Linked DNA regions of Danio rerio: region 2 is linked to region 1. Evidence: chromatin contacts called from public Hi-C data. All regions are on one chromosome and are shown on one strand. Each heading gives the region's core, a stretch centred on a gene start, on an enhancer-like site or on the middle of the called end of the contact. The rest is flanking DNA. Distances are from core to core; before and after follow the strand shown.

Evidence for each region. Hi-C and Micro-C count contacts between places; a contact is called where the count stands out from the background.
Region 2: a Hi-C map of embryo shows a contact between it and region 1, with 1.5 times the contacts expected there. The contact joins two enhancer-like sites. A contact is called at or near these places in 2 of 18 Hi-C or Micro-C datasets (both in embryo).

What each region holds. Positions count from the first base shown.
Region 1 is chr15:22,907,951-22,914,080 of GRCz12tu, forward strand. No RefSeq gene overlaps it. Among named protein-coding and RNA genes, the nearest start is that of chp2, 8.1 kb to the left of the region's middle. Within about 2 kb of position 2,676, at least 8 of the 62 cell types and tissues checked have an H3K27ac peak or open chromatin away from gene starts, as enhancers often do.
Region 2 is chr15:22,942,734-22,948,827 of GRCz12tu, forward strand. No RefSeq gene overlaps it. Among named protein-coding and RNA genes, the nearest start is that of dlc, 16 kb to the right of the region's middle. Within about 2 kb of position 4,713, at least 16 of the 62 cell types and tissues checked have an H3K27ac peak or open chromatin away from gene starts, as enhancers often do.

The DNA.
Region 1 (6,130 bases), core at 1,426-3,925:
AAACTAGTTTGAACATGTCTATAGCACATTTTGCTTCTGGTGGTTCTTTACCTCTACGTCATGCATTTAAAATTCTTTAACACATGGCATGATGTCGAATATCTCTTACTTATATGGGACTATTGAATGCTTGATTTTGATTGGTTGATAAACAATATAAGAGTAGAGTTATTTGCATATAATCACATTAGCACATCAGCTAAAGTAGTTCCTGACTACTTCTATATAACTTCAAGCTGGAAGTTTTCAGATTATCCATAGACAATAATTAAAGCGTAACAAAACAACAACATTTGGATGAGATTTGTAAAACACAACAGCTTGTCCTTTACTGTGATAACTGTAGTATAAGCAGAATGATTAACTCTGAGTTGGGTGTACATCCTTTTTAAATAAACCAATGGCCTGTAACTTAAACACTTTAAAATGATAATTAGATATTTGATTTTTACTATGGCACAGAGCCTTGGGGACAAGAAGAGTCCACTTCTGGAAAGTCCCGCATTGAGACCTCATTACCACACTGACTCATTTCTCTCTTCTGTTATCTTTATATCTTCAATGTCACTCCATGTAAAACTTAACATATATTCATCACAGTTTCGTTCATCTCAATATTGGCACTAATAAACAAGTAATCTGTATATTTCTTTGAAAACCTTGTTGAAATGATCGAATATGCTGGTAACACCCACACAGAGCGTGCTGAAGGTCTGCATTGCTCAGTGACTGTTTGTTCCTGATATTTATCAGAAAGAAAAGCAATGCTCTCAGAATCACATCCTTTGTTTATTTTAATCCCGACGTACTGCGACATGATTTGTCAAATAGTTACTTTTCAGTTCATCAGGCTTCAAAGAGTCAGAATATAATTACTGTTAGGAATGCCCTATAAACGTAAGGAACAAAGGACAGATTTAGATCACTCACTTTATCTGACTCACACAATACTAGGTCTTCTGTAAGACTTTACACAAACATTTAATTGGGTGATTATACCATATTAACAGTTATATATGTGTTACATATTAATCTTGGTTAATGTTAGAAAAAATTATTCATTGTTTGTGTTGAAGGTTCTTGGGATAATGTGTAAGCCTTCCAATAATAACATTCAAATTTAATAGATTAATAGATTAAATTTATAAAAGCTTTCTAAGTATGTTGTAAATGAAATGTACGATTGTAACTAATGGAAATCAATTAAACCTTATAGTAAAGTGTTATATTATATTATATTATATTATATTATATTATATTATATTATATTATATTATATTATATTGTATTGTATTGTATTATATTGCATTGTATTATATTATATTATATTATATTATATTATATTATATTATATTATATTATATTATATTATATAATATTATATTATATTATAAATAGAAAAAAATCTAAATGCATTTTATATCTTAAAATATAAATACTTATATTTAATTGTCTGTTTTAAATTTATTTAAATAATATTAATAAATATTATTATTATTATTATTATTGTTTTTATTATTATCATTAAATAAATCTTTTAAACCTACATATTTATGCAGATAATATGGTTAAAGGACTTTTAACCCTTGTGTTGTCCAAGTATTCTGTATACACCATTCGCTCTTTGGGTCTAAAAAATGACTCGCCTTCACTAAACCTCCAAATAAAACACTTAAATGTAATTTCAATCCTCAAATATTTTTTGTATAGAGAAACAACCTTATCTTCAGCACAAACTCTGTGGATTTCTACATTTTCTCTAATCAGTGGGCATCACTCCTTTTTGACTAAAGTAAAGTAAAGGGCATATTTACTGATGCTAAACTGACTTGCATAACTGTAAAAGGGTTAGCTAGACAGAGTTCATTAAGGCCTGAGCAGCAGATTTTTATCGCATGTTTGGGAGGTGTATGTGTGTTGGAGTGTGCATGTCTGTGCCTGTAGTTTTTGGTGGTGTAAAACGGTTTTATAGCTGTCGGGTCAAAATTGACCTGAAGGATTATGAAAATATGAAGATAGAAAATGATTAATTAACTACTTAATTAGAAAAAGCCACCAAACTGTTTTTGAGCTGTTAAAAATGGTGCACTGGTTATTTTTGACATGAAAGTCAACAGAAGGGTTAAATATAGGTCACCAAATAAAGTCTACTGTTTATTCATCTCTCAGCCAAGCAGAGAAAGTAAATAAATAGTAAAATAGTCATTACGTATAGACACACTTCTGCAGTTAGGCATTTAATACAACCTGTTTTCTTTAAGATCTCTTAATCCACACTTCCTTAAACTGTCAAACCTGCATGATATCATACTGTTCAGCCAGGCAGTGAGTCAGACATGACAACCGACACAGTAAATAATTCACTCTGCATGTGCACGGCTTGGATTTGTGCCATGGAAAGAAGATCCTTAAAAAAACTCTGTGAAACGACTACAAAAGCATTGCTTAACTCGAAATCAATCCTTTAGTCTGGTAGTACAAAGAGTCAGGCATTGTTTGGAATTAAGGGGAAGCCTATGACAGTTTACCTGCTGAAAACTCTTCTGGTCTTTCCATTGAGTGTAATTCCTGTAACCCGCACCTTTTTCTGTTTTCTCCACAAGGCCTGGAAATGAAACTAGTGTGAGTGATTAATAGATGATAAACCTTTCATTACACTTTTTGAGTTCCCACAACAAAGGTCAATATCGTAATATAAGACCATAAATACAGATGCAGGAGAGATAGAAAACATTGCATAGTCACTCCAATATTTTATGATTCAGTGAATGATCAGATGTGCTTAAATGAAATGGTTAAATCTGAGAAAGTGAAAGTGTGCTAGTTGTTAGACGCATTCCTGCTCTGGTTTTTATGGTACTTTGACCCAGGTTTGTTAGAATGCAGAAATTATGGTCAAAGGTCTTTTGTGCAAATTGTTTTGTTTTCTCGGGATATTCCGAGTGTGAACAAACCGTAATAACATCGCAGGAGTTTTAATATGTTACAACTTTTACAATTAGATCTAATCGATAGCGCTAAAGGGGAATTTCAGGTGTAGAAGGTGAACCTGTCGAGTCACAAACAAGAACCTTTGGTTTACATGGGTATTTTGCCAATGTTCTGAATATAAATGTCACTTTATTTTTGAAGAGGTAAAAAAACAAGTCTTAGTGACAAAAAAAGGCATTTCAAATGATAGAAGACAATGTGACCATTCGCTGCAGGAGAAAGCATGTTAATATTTAATTTTTAAAGAGGTAGTTTATATTCACATGATTGGAAATGTACTCACCTTCAGGGCTTCAAGATGTAGTGTTTTTTGTTTTAGTAAAACATTAAAGAAGTAGTTCACACTTTATTTTGGTTCGTTTGTTGAATTTAAATTACATTGCATCTAGATGCCAAATAATTCTCATTAGATTATATTAACAGTCTAAGTAGACTGTTAGGTTGGGGTAGGGTTAGTGTAAGTTGACAAGTACTTGCAATGTTTCTTATAGTCAGTAAATGTCTGTTGAAGGAGCAGAATTAACAGATATTAGGCAGAGAGTCTACTAATACTCAAATGGACCATCAAAATAAAGTGTCACCAAGAAGTTTTTTTTTTTTTACATTTAACTGTGCTTCTTGCTGATTCATATAGCACAAGTCAATGTCACTTTGGCAGCCGATGATACATTAAGTCTTAAGAAGTCATACATTGAGTCTACGCAAGAAACAACAGTTTTCAGTTCAATCCAAAGCTTCAGCTAACAAAACTACATTTTTATGAAAGCACAAGCTTCCTGATGCACAATGACATATGCACGGCACATAGGTTGTAGCATCCAGAAAAACAAGAAGTACATTTTGATTAACAATACAACACACACACACACACACACACACACACACACACACACAAAGACAAACACATTGAGTGTTTTATTGTATAAAAAACAGCAACATATGAACATCTTAAAACTTTATTTGAAATAAAACCTGAATGTCTGGCAAGCCATGCTCAAAGGAAATATATGATTCTGTCAACAATTCTGTGAAACCGTAAAAACTTGTTTATCCAGACATTTTCCGGCCACGACTTTTGTTTGTTTACACAAATGATGATTATGAGGCAGATTGTTTTTATTGAATAAAGCCTTTTTTGTGAAATGTTCACACAATGCGATATAAAAGCACGTGTCCAAGCCCCTACTCATTTCTATTGAGAAAATACTCATTTATGGCCACTTTTTAGTCTGATCACACATTAAAGTGAATTTTATATAATATCATAGTGTACACAACAGTCTCTGCACTTGCTGCCTCACAAATACCAGAATTTTAACAATTTCTCAAAAAATTCAGCACTTTCTGGCCATCATACATTATGCATGGATATATATATATGGCCACAGCCATATCACCCAGCAGCCCAAGACCGGTTACTCACTGAAGCTAAGCAGGGCTGAGCCTGGTTAGTACCTGGATGGGAGGCCACTAGGGAACACTAGGTTGCTGTTGGAAGTGGTGTTAGAGAGGCCAGCAGGGGGCGCTCAACCTGAGGTCTATGTGAGTCCTAATGCCCCAGTAAAAGTGAAGGGGACACTACACTGTCAGTGGGCGCCGTCTTTCGGATGAGACGTTAAACCGAGGTCCTGACTCTCTGTGGTCATTAAAAATCCCATGGTACTTCTCGTGAAAGAGCAGGGGTGTAACCCCGGTGTCCTGGCCAAAGTCCCTCTATCAGCCCATTCGATCATGGCCTCCCAATCATCCCCTTCCACCGAATTGGCTCTATCACTGTCTCTCCACTCCACCAACAGCTGGTGTGTGGTGAGCGCACTGGCGCCGTTGTCCTGTGGCTGCTGTCGCATCATCCAAGTGGATGCTGCACACTGGTGGAGGTGTGGAGAGACCCCCCTCATGATTGTGAAGCGCTTTGGGTGTATGGCCATACACAATAAATGCGCTATATAAATATACACATTACATTACATTACATTACATATTATGGTATGTATAGTACCTTACATACAGCTTTTCTGATGTAATGACTGTGGTATAGTTCACATGGAATGCCATTGTGATTCTGTATGATGACTGTAAAGAATGCATTAAGAGAAAGTTAAAAGACTTGTCAAAACAAGTAATTGTGTTATTGTTTCAACAAATGCTGCGTAATTGCTGCATAAAAAAGCTGCAGAATTGCTTCAGCAAATGTAATTTCATCTTATATTGTAAGCACCTAAAGACAATTTTCTTGTACGCATCAGTGTATGTGTTATGTTCAAGTTATAACACCCTCTTAAGTCATTTGAAAAGTGCACCAAAATGTACCTGTGGAGCAATGTTTTTCGGGTTCTGACTCTACCATATATTTCCAATCAGCCTAGGTTTACATATCTTGAACAACACTCCAAATCAAACATGTAAATTCTACTTGGGGCAGATTGACAGCATTTCTAAGATGGTAGATACTAATGGCCATAGTGTAGAGCAGTGTTCCATTATTTATTATTTCCATTATTTATTTTGTTCCATGAATTATATTAATATGCAATACACAATTAATAATCTTATATAAGAATATAAAAATGGTTTCTGTGTCAATGAATGTCTATGTTTTCATCTAGTTTGCTTTTGCAATACCTCCTAGACAGAAAACTGGTGTTAACATCTGCATGTAAATATATTTGACATTATAGTTAACAAATTTTGAATAACAAATTCCTTACTGAAAAAAATCATGAGCATCACATTTGTAATCTCATCTAAAATATGTGGAACACATGTGAAACATATATGAAACATGTACAGATGGTGTGGTTTTGGAATATTTGTGATGACAACAATTGGGGAAACATTAAATCACATGGGTTTCACAATAAAATGTTCCAAAAACCACATATGTGACCCTGGACCACAAAACCAGTCAACCCAAGCTCATTTTGAAAACGTAGTCCCGCGGACGTTTGCATGGGTGTATTTGAGGCAATACCTAAAAGTACATTGTATGGGTCAATATGAATGATTTTTATTTTACGCAAAAAAATATTAGAATATTAAGTAACGGTCATGTTTTATGAAGATATTTTGTTATTAATTAATTTAATTTGGAAATACTTTATAACTCTCAGATTTCAGATGTTTCAACCAAATATAGTTT
Region 2 (6,094 bases), core at 3,463-5,962, 37 kb after region 1:
GTTAAACATTAACTTGTCTAATTACCCAAACCTGCCTAGTTAACCTAATTACCTTAATCTTTTAAATGTCACTTTAAGCTGTATAGAAGTGTCTTGAAAATATCTAGTAAAATATTATTTACTGTCATCATGGCAAAGATAAAATAAATCAGTTAATAGAATAGATTAGTTATTAAAACTATTATGTTTAGAAATGTGTTGAAAAAATCTTCTCTCCGTTAAACAGAAATTGGGGAAAAAAATAAACAGGGAGGCTAATAATTCAGGGGGTTTAAAATTCTGACTTTAACTGTATATTGCAAAGCATTTAATTATCAAGTCAAATGTAGTACATCATGCACTGAAACTGGGATGAAGATGAGTATTTCTCAAATCGGTTCAGTCTTCTTCCCCACTGACTGACGTCTGAGGTAGAGAGCAGGAGGACAGGTGTTCAGCCAGGTCTGCTAGACTCATCTGTGTTAATGTCCCTGGTCACGCCAGTTCCCTGTACTCTCTTTCCCACGCTGCCCGGGGTCAGAGGGGAGCAGCCTGCCGGATACAGGCCCCCCCAAGACCCCAGCCACCCTAAAACTTATCACCCCTAAACCTCTGCAGACAAACCACTGCTGCAGCTTATAATGTCCGAAAGAAGCCAAGATAAATTGAGAAATACCAGGCCAGAGCACTTGGACATAAAAATAGATATAGCTACTTCTTTAGGGTCACTAAACTTTGTAATATCCAAAATATGCAAGTGTACAATGCAGAATGACCTGTTAGAGACACAAAAACACACTTAAATATTGCCACAGACTCAAGTTTGAGTAACTGAAAGTGCACAACTGAAGCAGCGTCACAGTTTCGAAGAAGCTGAAAGAAAATGCACAATATTTCATCATATTTGAGGGGGAATGTAAGGAGATAGTTTTAAACTCAACACTGGCAATCATTGATTTACGAATCCCTCCATCTCGGCGAAGGTTCCTCTCTTGGGATGGGTTTGAAGGAGAGGCGCGTGGGGGATAATGCTCTCGGTCTGTATCCCACTGTTCTTGTTTTTATTTCTGTGTGGGAGTTTATGTTGCTGCTCCTTTTTCTCGGGCTTGCAAAGTAGACAAGAAGCCTCCATCTGTTTCTGAGCTAGAAAGGGGAACAACATTAACAACAAAAATAACATTAAACTCTTAAAGGGGTAGTTCACCTTAAAAACTAAAAAAACTGTTAATCTGCTCACCCTCAGATCTTCTGATGTAGGGAACTTTTAGTTTCTTTAGTTTGACATTAAAGAAGTGTTTTGGTCCTTGTGGTGATTCATAAAAAGTCAGTGGTTACTGGTACTTTGAGTAAACAAAACAAAACCCATGGCATTTGATGGCACATTGAGGTCTTGTGACATGAACTGATCAGTTTTTTCCAAGAAAAATATTCCTCAGAGAATCAACAGCCTACAAATGAAACTGAGTACATCCACAACAGAGGCTTCATAAACCCAATGTTTTCAAAACATTAAGTCCCAAGTGAGATTGGGTATATGAAGTTTTCAATTAATTTGGACTACTCATTTTTGAACCATTATTATTAGTTATTTGTGAGATTAGCTTCAGATTTGGCTTCATTGCTGACTAAACTAATGTATAAGCACAAATTTAATATTGTAAAGCTTCCTTCAGACCATATTAATTTAAATGAGAGAATTGTGAGGGGTGTACTCATATATGCTGAGCACTTTATAAATATTAAATATTTATACATTTTATTACTTATTATGATATCATTATAGTCTTTAAATGCCATTTTTTTAATCATAAAGCAACAAAATTTTATCCAAAAAGCTTTTGAAATATTTTATTAAAAGAAAAAGGACTTATATACATATTGTCACCAAAATTTATTATATTTTATCTGATATTTTTGTCAAAATTGACAAAAATCAACAGCCTACAAATGAAACTGAGTACATCCACAACAGAAGCTTCATAAACCCAATGTTTTCAAAACATCAAGTCCCAATTGAGATTGGGTATATGAAGTTTTCAATTAAGATTTGGTTGAAGAATGTAAACTTATAGGCACCTGTATGTTCTATTTTAATAAACAAAACAACACACGTGTCTTCCCTTTCCATTAAACATTCATTGTAAAAACAATCAGGACCATTTAAAAACCTTATGTAATAAAGTATATGATTGGGGTTTTCACTCTAGGTTTTTTATTGGAACTTACAAGAATTCAAGTGTACAAACTATCCACCAAAATAAACATTTGGGGAATCTTGTGATTAAAAATGAGCCTTTGTAAAGTTTTCCATCCTAATGTGAAGTGACTCTTTTCAAATTAGCTTTGTTTAATCAAGTTAGAGTGGCTGACTGTAGTATTGGTAACCTAGCAACCAACAGTAAAGAATGCAAGCATAATAAAACAATTGCTATATCAGAAGTGTTCTCCCCTTATTCTCGATAACATTTCTTTGACAAAAACCAAAACTATTTCTGTGCGGAGTTTGCATGTTCTCCCTGCCTTCACGTGGGTTTCCTCCAGGTGCTCCGGTTTCCCCCACAGTCCAAAGACATGCGGTACAGGTGAATTGGGTAGGCTAAATTTTCCGTAGTGTATGAGTGTGTGTGTGTGAATGTGTGTGTGTGTGGATGTTTCCCAGAGATGTATTGCGGCTGGAAGGGCATCTGCTGCATAAAAGCTTGTTGGATAAGTTGGTGGTTCATTCCGCTGTGGCGACCCCGGATTAATAAAGGGACTAAGCCAACAAGAAAATGAATGAATTTTGCAAATTAAGGGATCAAATCAAAAATGTTCCATTTCCATTGCGAAATGAGCATTAGCATATGGTGATGGAAACCCAGCTATCGTGTGTTGAGAGTTTGTTAACCAATCAACATCTACATACCACACTGGTCTATTAGACCCTACTCTGTAATTGGAGCTAATTTTCTTCCCTTAAATGTCTATAACTAAAACTATTCCCAGTTTCTGCAATGCAAACACACCAAATAGTGCCTGTACTACACCAATAATTCTAAGATCTAAAGAAAGGTACCTCCAGTGTTAAAGCCTGTTTTAAATAATGTTGCATTTTTTGCACTTCATAAGACATTGATATACATATTACACTGTATATAAATATACAGTGCACTGCATAAATGGTTCTCTGTGAATATGGGTAATATACAGTTGAAGTCAGAATTATTAGCCCCCCTTTGATTTTTTTTTTCTTTTTTAAATACTGTATCTCTCAAATTATGTTTACAGAGCAAGGAAATTTTCACAGTATGTCTGATAATATTTTTTCTTCCGGAGAAAGTCTTTTTTTTTTTTTTTTGCTAGAATAAAAGCAGTTTTTAAATTTTTTTTAAAGTCATTTTAAGGTCAAAGTTATTAGCCTCTTTAAGCTATATATTTTTTCAGTTATCTACAGAATAAACCATCATTATACAATAACTTGCCTATAGTTACCCAAACCTCCCTAGTTAACCTAACTAACCTAGTTAAGCCTTTAAATGTCACTTTAAGCTGTGTAGAAGTGTCTTGAAAAATATCTAGTACAATATTACTTACTGTCATCATGGCAAAGATAAAATAAACCAGCTTTTAATTCCTAAACCTTTTATGTTTTGAAATATGTTAAAGAAATCTTCTCTACGTTAAACAGAAATTGTAGAAAAAAATAAACAGGGAGGCTAATAATTCAGGGAGGCTAATAACTGTAACTTCAACTGTATATTGATGCATTCAAACAAAACAGATTTATTAAACAGATATATTTATTAAAATAATATTTTAGTCACAGAACATCTTTAGAAATGGAAGGATAAAACATTTAAATTCATGCCAATTTTTACAGAAAATAATACATATATACAAAAATATCACAATTATTACATTTAAACTAAATTTTGTTTTTTTAACATTTTCCCTAACATATAAATTTGGGCTACTAATTTTGAAACCATTATTATTAGTTATTTGTTAGATTAGCTACAGATTTGGCTTCAATGCTGACTAAACTAATGTATAAGCACAAATAATATTGTAAAGCTTCCTAAACTAATTTAAATGAGAGATTTGTGAGGGGTGTACTCATATATGCTGAGCACTTATATATATATATATATATATATATATATATATATATATATATATATATATATATATATATATATATATATATATATATATATATATATATATATATATTACTTGTCTACCAGGTAGTGTTTAACTGGCATTTTATGAATCATAAAGCAACACAATTTGATTCAATAGGCTTGGATATATATATGGGCTGTCCCTTAAAATATCCTCTTTCTAATGACAGTGGGGTCAAGTGTTGTTTTAGTTGATATCTGCTCACCTGTGGATTCCTTACACATATCTGAAGTGCACATAAGCACCTTCGACTTGCTTATTTCCCTCTGAGACAATAGCAGGAAATCCACCGAGTGTTGAGTTTTTTTGTTCCTAAATTTTGATGTGAAACAATCCCCTCGTTATGCTATGTTTCTGCTCTGTAAGTGTGTGTTGAGATTGCGCCACTAATTACAGAGAGAAGGAAGGGTCTCTTGTTTTCTTTTGAAATTAGGTTTGTTGACTCTCGCTCTGGCATGTTTTTTTTTTCTCTCTGCTTTGTTATTGCCCGCTGTCGTAGCCCCCCACCCCTTCTGCATTCCCTTTCCTCCCTCCACTTCCCATCCCAAAAATCCACTCCGTCAGTAGGACCTATATTTGTGTTGGGTACTTCCTATTTGTTCTGACCTTTGGCTTTGTGAGCCTCGGCAGCTGAACCGTGGAGGGTGGTGTCAAATCCTGACCTCTGCGTGTCTCAGTGCAGACAACACTGCATCCACTTCCCAACATACTCTGGCTTTTCGTCAACTCTTCTGTCAATGGGTTATTGACGTGTCTAAAGTATTGAAAAATACACTATTATTCAAATGTTAATGGTCCTAATTTTGTATTGTTATTTTGTTATATTTTGCAATATGTTTCAATAAATGCTTGGAGTACATGACATTTTAATGTAACTTAACTCTAGATGTAACATGAGCACAAAAGAAAGCGATAGGTTGAATTATTTGAACATTTAGTTTTAATTGACATGCACTATGCACCATTTTGCACAATGAACTAATTTTTGACCATCTCTATGCAGCTAGTTTAGTGAGAGATTTGGTTTGCATTGCCTTTTTATGATCTACGCACTATTACTCCATTCATTCATTCATTCATTTTTCTTCGTGTTAGTCTCTATTTCAGAGGTCTCCACAGCAGAATGAACCACCAACTATTCCAGCAACTTTTTTTTTTGCAGCGGATGCCCTTCAAGCTGCAACCCAGTTTTGGGAAACACCTATACTCATACACACATACTCATACACTAAAGACATGCGCTTTAGATTAATTGAATAAGCTAAATTGGCTGTAGAGTATGTGTGTGAGTATGTGTGTATGGGTGTTTCCCAATGTTAGGTTGCAGCTGGAAGGGTATCCACTGCGTAAAACATATGCTGGATAAGTTGGCGGTTTATTCTGCTGTGGCGACCCCTGATTAATAAAGGGACTAAATAGAAAAGAAAATTAATGAATGAACCATTTTCAAAATAATAAAATCACCAAAAGTGTTTTTGTCTGGTTGCATATGAGCAAACGTGTGCACTCAGGGGTGTGTGTGGGGGGTCAGGAAGATGCAGTTTCCTCCACACGCTAAAGGAAAGAATTGAGGCCTAGGAGTGATGAGCGTGCCAAAATAGGTTCACTTCCCTTCCCATGTCAAGACCTATAAATACGCCAAAAACAGGACGTTAGGAGGGAAGGAACAGTGGGCAAACTTTAATCCTAGATAGACAAACTACCCCCATTTACCTCAATGTATGCTCTTATTTACAAGCATGCACCAATGCACTCAGTGTGAAGTTTCCAATCATACTTTTTTTTTGTTTGTTTGTTTTTTTTTTTTTTTGTCAGAAGCCGAAGGTTTATAGTGAAATGAAAGAAGGCGGTTGGATCAGGGTGTAGCTGATATTTATCAGACTTGTTAGTGGAGGAGCAGGTGGAGTGTCATTCTTAGCAGGACTTGTTTGTTTCTGGTACTGAGTGAAAA